Regions from separate parts of the Rattus norvegicus genome. Here region 1 is linked to region 2. Evidence: chromatin contacts called from public Hi-C data. All regions are on one chromosome and are shown on one strand. Each heading gives the region's core, a stretch centred on a gene start, on an enhancer-like site or on the middle of the called end of the contact. The rest is flanking DNA. Distances are from core to core; before and after follow the strand shown.

Evidence for each region. Hi-C and Micro-C count contacts between places; a contact is called where the count stands out from the background.
Region 1: a contact with region 2 is called in a Hi-C map of frontal cortex, with 2.6 times the contacts expected there. The contact joins the enhancer-like site here to the promoter of Tle4 in region 2. A contact is called at or near these places in 3 of 12 Hi-C or Micro-C datasets (Schwann cells, frontal cortex and liver) and 1 of 1 datasets of contacts at active chromatin or transcription factors (oligodendrocytes).

What each region holds. Positions count from the first base shown.
Region 1 is chr1:221,298,759-221,304,870 of GRCr8, forward strand. No RefSeq gene overlaps it. Among named protein-coding and RNA genes, the nearest start is that of Tle4, 79 kb to the left of the region's middle. Within about 2 kb of position 1,728, at least 31 of the 93 cell types and tissues checked have an H3K27ac peak or open chromatin away from gene starts, as enhancers often do.
Region 2 is chr1:221,219,690-221,226,793 of GRCr8, forward strand. Tle4 (TLE family member 4, transcriptional corepressor) reads right to left here and starts at 3,137. Exons shown (of 20, transcript NM_001414041.1): 1 at 2,457-3,137; 2 at 1,853-1,950; 3 at 661-724. The coding sequence starts at 2,501.

The sequences.
Region 1 (6,112 bases), core at 478-2,977, 78 kb after region 2:
AGAAATAGCAAATTGGGTGAAACAGACCTGCTTAGTAAGGAAGCAGGAAATGCCCTGAAATGTTCAACTTTCAGACTATCAGTGGTTAAGAAATCAGGAAAATACTGCAAACATAGTGCCTTACAAAGAGAGAGGAAGCGATAAAGGGAAGAAAAGGGGGACGAGCAGAGAGGCAGAGAGAGATGGTGGTGGTGATGGTGGTGGTGGTGGTGGTGGTGGTGGTGGTGGTGGTGGTGGTGGTGGTGGTGTGGGGAAGAATCATACTTGCATCAGATGAGTCACCAATGGTCTCTGGTTAGTGGCTTTCAAGACACTATGTGTGCAAAGCCCTCCAAGGTCTCTGCCATTCCTCCTTATGTAATTATTTTAGTATTAAAAGTAATTTTTCTGAAAGTGGAGCTGACTCTCTCACTGACCTCCTTGGTCTACCCCTTCCCCCAACCCTGACTCCCCCCAGCCCCCCAGCCTCTGGCTCTCCACGAACTCCCAAAGCATATTTTGAGATTGCATATTTCAGTCACCTGTACTGAGTAATGAGTGTCTGGAAGGTTTGCACAAGGTTATTAAAAGTTTCTTAATCTGCCACCAACTTCTCTTTTAATATTGTTTGTGGATTTCCTGAAGCAGAGGAATAAATCCCCTTGACCCTCTTCCTCATTAACTTGGAAATTCTGGCAGAAAATCAACAGTAGGAGGCTGTTAGGGTATTTGGTGCCTTTTAATAACCTATTGACTACAGCATGGAGGAGATAAGGCAACCACCACTCTTGATCAAAAAGACCAAAGGAAGCAACTCTTGCCACAGATACCTCATTGTGCAAATAGTGCCTTTAAAGCCTTGGCCTCTCAAGTCATTGTCCTCATAGTATCTGTTAATTAGGGGACATTTTAATAAAAAAAATGAGATAGAGAAAATGACAACTTTAAAATGTTTTCATAAGGAGGACTCTGTGCTGATCCTTTTTTAGGGGGTGTTAGGGACACAAGGTGATGAAATTCTCCTTTCTCTAACTCTTTCCTATGAAGAGAAGAGGAAAAAAATGACCATTAGACCAAAGCAGGACTGGTCTTTGCACCTTGACCTGTGTCGATCTATGAGTAGCTGTAGTAGTAGTAGTTGATTTTCTTACAGTCCAGTTTCCTCATTTGTAAGTTGAAAATAACACTACAAATACAAATCATATCTACTTATTTTCTTTTAAAACCTGCATTAAAAGAGACAGGGTTTTAACCTCCACTTTACGTGTAAGTAAAAATCAGAGTTCATCTATTGTGCCCAATGATACATGACCATACAGTGCTAGATTTTAGACAGGTTCTCCCAACTTTGTAACCCAGACCCAGGCAAGGACATAGTGAAGTCATTCAAGATGTCCTGTATATATGGAGAATGCCAACCTGTTGACCGTTTTCGGGCGCACTCTCGCCAGGGTTTTGCCTCACATGTGAAAAGAGAGGGTGATTTCAAAAGAATATCCTGAGCATTCGTCTTTGAGGGCATGAGGGAACGAGAGCCTTTGTGTTCCTTTAAATGTGCGAGTAATAAAGAATAAATAGAACAAGCCCTTGTGGTTTGTTTAGTTTTGAAATCATTCCAGTACAATTTGCAATAAAAACGGCTTTCATTTTTAAGTGATCAAAGCAGTGCATGATCCAGTCAGGTCAGCAACTGCAACAAGCTGGAGCCATACAAACATGCAAGAGTGGCCCAGCATACCCAAGACGGTCCAAAGATCCCAAGGCAGTTAAAGAAAAACAAACACACACAGAGGCTATGGGCTAGAAGATGACTACCAGGCAAGCAAGACGTATCTGAAAGTCTCTGCTGTCATTTACGACCCTAGTTTTGGGGTTAGAATTAGGAAGAGCAGTTTGAAATGTATTGCTTTCTCACCCCTTCGCTCCTCTGGAATCCTGCCCCCTCCTGCCTTTACAGGGCAGTTTGCTGCTGAGGAACCTAATTTTCTTTTAGTCATGGGGCCTATTGTGGCCCTCTAAGGAAAGTCCTGCATATTCACAAAGCTCTCTGGCTTCTCTTGAGTCCATTTAGGTGTCAGCGGGGCAACTGGACTCAGCCAAAAGGTTAAGCGGGCCACCAAGAGCTCAGCTCTAAGCGCTTTCTTTCTTAGTCACACCAAACCCATTGGTCGCTGCCCCAGAGCAGGGATAATGGCCACAGTGTGTATGCCTGCCAAGTGCAAACACACAGTCCTACGAGGAAGAAAAGGAGAATGACCTTCTGTATTACTCAGAATTTTTAATCAGCCTCTCAGCTAGTTGCATTTTCGTGTTATGTACCCCTTTGCAAAACATTTACATTCACACCCACCCGGTAACCGTGGAAGGTTTGGATCTAACAAGCAAATCGTTTGAGGCACATGGACATGAAGGGCCATTTTAATGAACATAGCAGGGACCCCGATAATCACTGCTATCACCCCTCTTCACTCCCTCTCCTCTTTGCAGTGGTAAAGCAGACCTAGAGATAGCAGGCTGGGAGTTTGGAGTCACTGCACTCACATCTTTTAGTGGGTACCAACTCTGGGATATTTTCATCTGCAAACTTTTAAATCTTAAAATGATTCCCTGCCAATGCCATCAAGGGATTGCATTATGGATGGATGTCCTTGGAAAGATGAGTAATAGTGCCTAGCCTTGATTTTTCACTATTTGACTGTTAAGGAAACTTGCTGCCCAGAGACTTACTTCTGCCTGGGTGTTCTTGTGAAGCGAGAGAGGGTTGTGAAGGTCACAGAATCTGGAGTCCCATCTGATTCTCTGTACTGCTGCTACCTGTTAGATTCATGACCCATGGTATCTTGCTGAGTAACCCCTGCTATGTCTCAGGTTTCTCCTCTGTAAAATAGAAAAGTGAAGTCTACATTATAGATGAAGGCTCAAATAAGCTAATCCAGAAGACAATTGTCATAGCACTATTTCCCTCTGGACCTGCAGGGCCTGACTTTGTTGGAGTCAACCAATCTTGGATCAACAGTGGCAAGAATGTGCTGTAATGGCCTATTACAAGCTCTTCTTTATCACTGTTCTTTAGACTGGCATAATATCTCATTTGGTACTAGGAGTAATCCAGAGATAATCCAAAGCATGGGGAGATACACAAAGCTATATGGAAAAGGCGTACTATCTTATAAAAAGGACTTGCGCACCCTTGGATTTTGGTATGTATGGGAGGCCTACAACCACACGCAGTGTATTACGGCTATATGTGAAAATCAGCCAAGTACTAACAAAAGGTAGAATCTATTGACAAAATTCTGTTGTTATTTTTAGTCATTACTTAGAAATTGGATTCAGTTAGGGTGAGCCTTTCCAAGGATTTGGTCAGGTAAGCATGGAAATCATGTTTTTACACGATGATGGTTCACTTATAATCTCGTTTGTAGCATCACTTCACCATGACATTTTATCTATGACAAACAGGAAATGCTTTCAAATGCAAACAGAGAAGCAGAACAAATGAGACCAGAAGCGTATAATTTAGGAAGAAAATAAAGGACTGCATTAAGTATCCAGGATTAGGAGAGATTATTTTCTTCAGGGTTAGATTGAGGTGACAAGTCCAGGGTTGATGTCGTTGTTTACTTAGGGCCTTTTCTCATGTAAAGCATGGCCATGATGAAATTTATTGGCCCAAGTAACTAAGAAATCTAAAAATTAGGCATGATCAAATAATTCCATTAGTATCTGCTTGTCCTTTACACATCTCAGTGTTCAGAGATGTAAATGCTGACTGTGTGTGTATGTATGTATGTATGTATGTATGTATGTATGTATGTATGCACATGCATGTGAGCATGTACAGAGAGAAGAGGTGGACGTCATGTATCTTGCTTTATAACACTTCATCTTTTCCCTTGAGACAGGATCTCCTACTGAACCTGGGGCTCACCATTTCAGCTAGGTTAGCTGATTGGCCAGTGAGCCTCTGTTCCTACTCCCTACTTCCAACCCAGTATGGGGGTTGCAGGTACATGTAGCCACACCCAGATTTGATGGAAGTGGTAGGGATCTAAACTCAGGTCCTCCTGCTTGTATGGCAAGTACTTTTAACCACAAAGCTATCTCTGCCGCTCAGAATATTTGCTTCTCTTTCGTGTATCATGTCAGCTTCGGCTAATTATCTCATAGCCTCAAGTCAATGGGAATAAAAACGGCCTCTTTCTAGCTTGTTCCCTCAGAGTGAATGCTGGGAGAACCCCATTATTGAGCTGCCCTTTCGCTTGTGTTCTGTGTTGAGCCATGTGGAGGTCAAGAGGAGCTGAGGATGGAGTGGGCGGGGCCTCTGATTCATCCCTAGCTCTATAGTCAGGTATCTAATTGGGCCACATGGACAAAGGGAATAAGAAAAATGATTTGATGGGAGGAAATGTAGGTTCTGTTATATATATATATACACATGTCTACTCTTGCCTTCAAATTGGAAATAGATGTACCAGGTTCATCCCACATGGGAACCATGAGTATATTTTGTTCCCATTCAGGAAGCATTCTTTCATTTTTAAATAAACCTGTCCTCCTAGTTTCTGCCTCTCAGGACATTAGTTTTCCCAACTGGCCTACCTCCAGTATTCATCGCTATGACCATTTATTTCAACTGGACGACTGCAGAGTTGGTGTGGGAGTGGACATACATAGGTAGTCAGTAAGCCAGCTGGCCACAAAGCATTCTTATCTCATGTTATCTTTATTATACATAACCCTGCAGCTTGTAGGGACAGAGAAATAGTCACCCTTTTTCTAATGATGCTTAAATAAACTGAGAGAGGGGCAGAGAGAAAAAGAAAGGTGGGGGGACGGAGAGGAGGAAGAAAGAGATTAAAAAGAGTGGTTTTTTTCTCTCCCCCACTTTTAATCACTAAGGTTTCAGGAGTATAAGCACATGGGTTTCCTGCCACTCTTCTCTGAGCTGGAGATACTTAGACTGCAGGTCTTCCTTATGGATGACAGGTCCTGCCCCGCTCAACATAATCTGTGAAATAGTGCAAAAACTGGGAATGGAGTTTGAGGACAGGGAAGTCTAAAAGTGATGAGAAAGGACAAGAGACTGGCTTAATTAAGACTTCAGCTGTTCCTGAGTTTAGAGTTATCCTAATTCTCCCTGAGTTAGGTTTTGCCATACTCTGCCCTGTTGAGATCTAAGGTCAGATGATTCTTTGTGTCAGGGACGCTGCACACTGTCAGATGCTGAGAGACACTCATGGCTTTCGCACACTAAATGAAATATTTTCCTCCACTGCCCAGGTGGCGGTGTCTTTATATGCTGCTGAGTGACTGCTGGGAGAAGCCCGAGAGTGCTCTCTCCTTTGGATTTTCTTCAGAGAAGAAAACATTAGTTTTCTAACATGCAGTTAGCTGTCATGTAATGAGTCAAACAAAACAAACAAATCCATTTTAATTTTTTGTAAAACATTCTCTTTCCTCTAAAGCCAACTGAGAGTCTGGGAGTGAGGAATGCAAGAAAATACATAGGAAATATTTACATGCTCATAGTCAAGGCTTAAGGGGAGGAAAGAAAGGATGAGGGGAAAAGGAGGGAAGACGGTTGGCACAATGGAGAGCAATGGATGGAAGGAACAGGGAAGACTGGCAATCATCAGGGGGTAGGATGGGGCAGGTTGAAAGGGGAGTGGCTTGATGGATATACAGCTGGTATATCTAATGAGAAGCTTTAGATGTCTGTTGTACTACATACTGCTATATAGTTAGTACTATGGTAACGCGTTCCTAAAATTTTGTTCAGAGGGTAAATTTTCATTCATTTGTATTTATTATTATTTACTTTTTAAGACTTTTTTTACTTTACATCCCAATCACTGCCTCTTTTCCAGTCACCCCCCCCCTCCTTACACAATCCTTCCTTTCATCTTACCTCTCCTTCTCTTCTGAGCAAGTAGGGATGTCCTGGGTATTCCCCCACCCTGGCACATCAAGTCTGTGAAGGTAGGTGCATCCTCTCCTACTGAGGCCAGAAAAGGTAGCCAACCTAGAAGAACGTATCCCACATAGAGGCAACAGCTTTTGGGATAGCCCCTGCTCCATTTATTCAGGACCCACATGAAAACCAAGCTGTACATCTGTTACATATGTATGG
Region 2 (7,104 bases), core at 1,887-4,386:
AACACCATATATACTTCTGAATCATAAAAATGCTTCATTATACTTCTGTAAACATAGATTTGATTTGTCCGAATGGGCGTATAACTACAGTACAGAAAATCTGGCAGCTCAAATCAACACTCTAAGAACCAAAATAACACTATAGAAATTGAAAGCATACACACAAAAATATAACCAGATTAGCATGATGAGTAGGAAAATTCTTGAAAAGGGGTCTGGTGTCATTTCTAGCCAAATCATTAATTAAAAGGCATAAAATGCATGTCATTTTAAGAGTATAAAGAAAAAATGTCTGGTTACAATTGGAGCAAAAGCAATAAAACAACAAAGAAAACCACTAACAAAAACATTTTGCTTGTGACTAAACAAAAAATAAATGAGTTCTTTTTTCCATTTTTTTTTTAAATCTGTAAAAACAAAGCTCGGAAAATTATACCCCATGCAACTGAACTTTTTGAAAATTTAAATCAAAGCTGGTTGCGAAGGCCAAGTTATAACCACCTAGAATTACAGGTTGCTAATGGACACAGACCCACAACCCCAACAACACTAGCAGGGCCACTGTGATGGAGCCTGCAGCCTGCAGCGGTTTAAAGCTTATTCTTGCTTTCGGTCTCCCCAGCTAATGAGCACTTTGATTCTGTGACACAGTCCTCTTACCATGACATAATGCCGCTGCATCTCTGTCTTCTCACTGGCCAGCTTCTCACATTCCAGCTTCAGACTAGTCAAGACACAAAACCGACTAAGTACAGTGTAGAACTTAACTTCTATCCTTCAACTCCAAATCCACATCCCTTCCTGTAAATCATCACCTCTTACTGTCAAATCAATGATATTAAACAGCACTTTACTATTGAAAGGGAGGAGAGAGAAATGAGTGACAAGAACCAGCTTGGGCTTGCCTCTTTGATAAGGTTAAACTGTGGGGGTTGAGAAAGAGGGGTTTATGTTTTAAAGAAATAGTCCCTCTAGCCAATTGAATTCTGCGACTTCACCCAGAATTGAATATTCTTCACTAAATTCACTTACTAGAACAAGGAAATAAATGTCGATAATAATTATATATATATACATATATATATATAATAAGCAAACTTAGGTCTATGAAAATGCTACAGGGAAGGTTTACCTTTAATAATCTATGAGATTAATGAAGATCAGAATCAACAGTCTTAGGACTAACATTTTTTTCCCTCAAAAAAAAAAAAAAAATACAGACAAATTGAATACCATGTGGGGGTGGGGAGGTGGTGATCTGGTCCAGCAGCTTGTTTGGGCTCTTGCATTTATGCATTAAGAATTCTGCATCATTAAGGACCCAGTGAAACAAACACGTTTCAAAAGCACTCCAAGTCGGAAGAACCTCGAAGATGAAAGCATTGGAGTTTTTTGTTTTGGTTTTGGTTTTTGGTTTTGTTTTTTAATAAAAGTAATGAAATGGCTCACTGCTTACTTCCCCTGGCTCTCAAATTATGCCACGGAATGGCAGAAGGAAGAAATCAAGCCCTGAGTAATAAAGAACCAAGAAGTCAAAGGGCCCCAGAATCTTCCCAACCTTCCATTCTCCTAACCCAATAAATCAATATCGAAAGTTTGGCCTCAGCGTTTTCCAAGTCTCCTCAGTTTCGATTGTTCTGGTTCCCTTTTCTGTTTACAGGAGAAGAAATGCTTAATTTCTTTACACCTGCCTAAAGGAAAAAGAGGCCCTGACTTGCCTTTTCTGCCCACAGTGGGGGGAAATGGTAATACCTTGGTGGGGGGGGGGAGGCAAAGGAGGGGGAGTAGTGTTGGAGGGGGGTAAGACAAGAGCTAAGCAAACAGAAGGATCAGCTAAAGTCAATATCGTTACCTGTGGTATTGAGCCTGTAAAAACTGAAACTCTTCCTTAATCCGATCACAGGATTCTGAAATTGTAAATTTGAAGGGTTGAGCAGGCTGATGCGGTGCCTAAAGAACAACAATAAAATATTTAATTAGCCCACATCGCAGGTGGGGGGTGGACTGCCCGCGGCGTGGGGTGGGGGGTCGTCGCGCCGCTCCCGCCTCTCGCTCGCCGGTTGGGATCCGGCACCCTCCGGGCGGCCTCTCTCAGCTCAGCTTCTCAGCCTGGCCCCCGCACACCCCCCCCCGCACAACCCCCGAACCCCCGGCCCGGCTCTCCCATCCCTCTCTACCCGGAATCGAAAGTGGCCCGTCGGGGGCAGCCGCGCCATGGCGTCGAGCGGCCGTCAGCTAGCCGAGCTAGTCCGGCCTGTGGCCGCCGGCGCCCTCCACCTCGCAGACTCGCGTCGCCCGGCTCGCCCCCCTCGGGAGAGCCGCGCGGGCGGAGAGCGGCGGCGCGCGGCTTCCCGGGGCTTCAGAGACAACAATAAGAAAATGGCTACAAGTCGGTCGCCTCCCGCACTCTCGGAGCGGCCGGCCGCGGACAGGGGTGCGGGCGCGGCGCCACTCACCGGGTGGCGCGTCTGCGGGTACATCTTGCTCAGGTCGCGAATCATCCACGCCGCTTTAGTTGGCTGCGCCAGGCAGAGGCGCGCGGCTCATCCGCTTCGAGGGCCCCGCGGCGGCGTCCCGGGCCTGCGGGTCTCGCGTGACGCGGGCGGCAGGCAGGCGCGGCGGCTGAGCGCGGGCGGCCGGCTCCGCATTCCCCGCGGGCGTCACTGAGGGCGGCGGGCACCGTCCGTCCTGCGCCCGCCGAGCCCCGCGCCCGCCGAGCGCCGCCCGCCTGCTTGCGCCCCACTCCAAACTTTTTTTATTTGTCTTTTAATTGGCTGCTATTCCTCGGAATGAATGGTCGCTTCTTCCCTGAGAGCTAGCTCAAACTCCTTTGGTTCGGAAGAGGTCTCGCGGCGCTTGGGGGTTCTCTGGAGATTTTTCACTTCACAGCAACGATCTTTTAAAAGGCACCTTTTAGCTTCTTTTACCACATTTCATTTCCTTTTCTTCCTTCCTGTTTTTTTAGCCCCAAATTGAAGGGGATTATAAAAATAAAAGAGCGAAACGCTTGCGGCTTTTTAAAATTCTCTTTCAAACTCTGCGAACACCACCTCAAAATAATACACGAGTGTGTAAGAGGGGGAAGAAGGCAGCCAACAGCCGAACGCCCGCTCGGAACGGCTCTAACAACGCGCTCTGTGTAGGTGACTTCTTTGACCAAATTTAGCAGCAGCTAATCATTAACATTCTGATACATATTCACGACCATCCGCGGAGGGCCCAAGAAGCATCCCGGGAGATGTAGTCCTCGCGTGGCCACCGTGGCCAAGGATGCCTCCAGATTGACTACAGTCTCCGGCTAGCCCCGCGCGCTCTCCGCGGCGCTCTCCAGGAGCCCCACCCTCCCGCGGCGCGAGGGCACCGCATCAACCAATCGGAGATGGCTGAACATTAATCGCCGTTCTGTGTTACTGCCCATCATTTCACCGCTGACAAATGGCAAGCCAGGAGGGCGGGGCCTGACAGGCTAGACCCACGTGGGGACAGGGCGTGACGAGGAGCTCCGACCAATAAGTGCAAAGAATTGGTGCTGGCGGGGGCGGGGCGCAGCGGCCCGCCCAGGGCGGAGCCTCGCCCTGGCCGCTGTTCCCTAGCGCGAGCGTTCGAACCGCGGAAACATTTGTTCAGCTGTCAATCAAAGTAACGTGGGGTGGCGAGCAGCGGCGGCTGCTGTCGCTGCTGCCCTGGCTGCATCTTTAGAAGCAGGTTTCGGCGGCGATGGCGGCGGCCGTGAGCCTGCAGGCCGGTCCGAAGACGCCCTCCGAGGCTCGTCTCCCGCTCGCCGCGGAGCCCGGGCTAGGCGCCGCGCCGGGGTGCGCACTAATTAGGGCCCGATGTCTCCGTAAAGAGACAAGCTCGGCCTTGTGCAACGCGCCGAAACCCCTGTTGAGACAAGAGAGGGAGGATCGCGCTGATCCCACTCCGTGCGGTTCACATCCATTTTACGCGCTGCTGGAACCGGCATAATTTTCCGCGTGAGCGCGGACGCGGTCGGCCGGGTTTAGAGCCGCAGCCGGGAGGCGTGCGCTGTGCCGGTCCTAGGGCCTCCGGGCCCGCAGACTCTAACATTCCCTTTCTTCAGAGGCACCAGTCAAGTTACACTCAGGTTGAAAGAGGGTCCGTGTGTGGACAGTAGGGCCTTGAGCCTGTGATGGCCTAGGGAAGAAGGTCAGAACCCGGGAGAGGCAGCCCACGGCAGTATTTTCATTTGAGTCCCACTCTAACTCGAATTCGGTGCTGTTGGTTCAACAAAAGTGGGAAACCCGTTTTTCCTAATGATAGCGCTTTCCTCGGCCCAATTCAAGGCATCCTGTGGACCTCAACTAATACTGCCCACTGAGGACACCAGGGCAAAGAAAGAATGCAGTAGTCTTATCAAAAATCCAGACCTGAGACTCATACAATGCTTTCGTTCTGTAAATAATTTTCATTTCCAAAATAAGAGGATGGAGGACTTGCTTCTGACCCATACCCAATTATTAAAATGTAGCCAATCCAGAATAAAGGGGATTCATATAAAAAGGATTTTGAACACATGAGGGGAGGTTTTTTTTTTTAAGCTCAAAATGATTGCATATTTGGACTGCATTTTTAAAAAATATATCAGTTAAGCAAAATGTCTTTATCTTGGCCTGTTTAAAAAACCTTCTAAATTTTGAAAATTTTTTAACATTTAGTGTTGGGAGTGGGTGAGTGAGTGTGTGTGTGTGTGTGTGTGTGTGTGTGTGTGTGTGTTCACAAACCCGGGAGATCAAGTGACAAGTACATATACCTGTTGAGCTATCTTGCTGGCCCTATGTTATTTCCTGAAGCTCACAGATAGCCATTGTACAGCAGTGTTCTGAATCGTTCTCAGAAGGCTTGAGTGATAACCATGTCTGCACTAGGACATTGAGTCTCAGAACAGGAACAGCCACTGTCTTTCTGAGGTTGCTTATTTGCTTTCCCTGGAACTTTCTAGTGGATTATTACCACAGTGTCTCTGTGGGAAATTCCATGTTCTTTCTCTATTTCAGTCCAAACGGTAGTAAGTTCCATGAGAACTGGGACTTGGTTTAGTCAGGGCTGGGCTCCAATGCCCTGGATGGTGCCTGGCATGTAGCTGGTGCTCAGTAAATGCTTGCTGATAGCCTTGGCAAATCCAAGCTTTGTGTTCTCAGTATAGAAAGTGTCTGGGTCATTAGGATCCAACTTACTGAAATTCCATGCAGTCATTTCCTGGGACAGGAAACAAGAAGTTTAATGCTAGAGCCTGAAGGGCTATTGAAAGGGTGGGAGTGGAAAGAAACTTTGCTGGTCGGAAATATCAGCTTATAGGAGAGACCTTTCCTCTTAACCTCTCTTACCAGTTTTCTATCAAGAGAAAGTGGCTGGAGAAGACAGGGTGTTTCTCATTTTTTAAGTACACTTTTAAACTGCAGCCTGTGTGTGTGTGTCACATTTTAGCCTTGTGACAGATCTACATCATTTGTAACATGGACCTAAGAGATGTCAAATGGGCCAACACATCCCTCAGCCCTGCCCCGGCACGCTGAATGTTGATTTTGTCCCTCTCTGTCCTACCCTTGCTTCTCAGGCTTCTCACAAACTGTTGACCCAATCTGGGAAATGGGTTAGCGGCTTATTCCATTCCCCCCACAGAGTGGGTGACTCCAGAGTTTTTGTATGAGGTGGCTTTGGTGGCACCAATGGTTTACAAAAGCCAGGCCTAGCCTGGTTCCATCTCAAAAGTGTCAGACGCCATCCCAAGCATACCTTTTACTAAGGTTAGAGGTTATAAACCATTTTTTAAAACCACTTTCCAACTGAGCACATAGTAAGTGCCAATATAAGAGAATTTGCCAGCAGACATGGCTCTGACTGATTTATTAACCCTCGTCCTAACTTTTTCCTTGTCTGCTCAGGAAAACTGAATCTGGGCCCTTTAAATATTTTCCAGCTGAGAGAAAGGGTTCATCAATAGAGAGCCCTGGAAAGATTCCAAGACAAAGAAGTTTGCCTCCTAGTCCAGTGTGTGCACAGGGTCATTCCCCAAAGGACAAGGAGCAGGAGGAGGCGGCAGCCAGCAGCTCCCTTCAATCCATGGTTAGGTGGCTTTGGAGCAAGTGTTCTCCCTCAACCGTTTCTCCTGATACTGCAAAAGATGCATTTTCAGCAGATTCTGTTGTGCGGACTTCTGGCAAATTCCAGAAAGCAGGTTTCCAGCTGGAATCACCTGTCCCTCTACCGGTTACAACAGCTTTCCTCCAAGGTTGGGTTCTAAGCTCTTAGACGTCCAGGGTCTTGCAGGAGCAACTTCTTTTTGGTGAGGGTAGGAGGGTAGGGGTGCTCTATCTCAGTACTAGAGGCAGATATTTCTCTTTATTCCTATTTTGCACTAGGGCCCTATGAGTCTGTCTCCCTCTCCCTCTCCCTCTCCCTATCTCTCTCCCTCTCCTTCTCCCTCTCTCCCTCTTCCCTCTCTCTCCCTCTCCCTCTCTCTCTCCCTCCCTCTTTCTCTCTCTCTCTCTCTCTCTCTCTCTCTCTCACACACACACACACAAAGACTACAGTAAAAAAAAAAAAAAAACTTCTGAACACATAACTAAAAACTAATTCAAAATCAAATGCCTAATTTCTGTCCCAATGTTGCACTGCAGGATTGTAGCCTTGATTCTTAACATACAAATGCATGCTACCGTGCTACACAGAGCCACTGAAAGCTTCTGGGAGCACCTTGGTATTCCGAGTCTAGACTGATGTAAGTTATGAATGTCAGGGGTGTTGGTGTATGTACAAAGTTTTCCGCTCTTATGGAAAAATAATTTAATTATAGAAAACAGACTTTTAATATTTTCCTACCACTATTCTTCTGCATGTAAGTATCAAATTAGTATGTCTTTGGATAGGATTGTGTTAGAATGTTTGATTTTTAAAATTGCTGTTTGAATTGCTGACTTGAGCTTCATAAAAAAATCATTCAGTGAATTTTGGCTTGAGATTAGGACAGAATCTCCAACAATTTCCGAAGTGGCCCTAAACATACTTCTGCCATTTATTTTATGTGTTTATGCAAAGTGGTGCTCTCTGAATTGATGGTGATCATCATAATATCTGACGACTCTG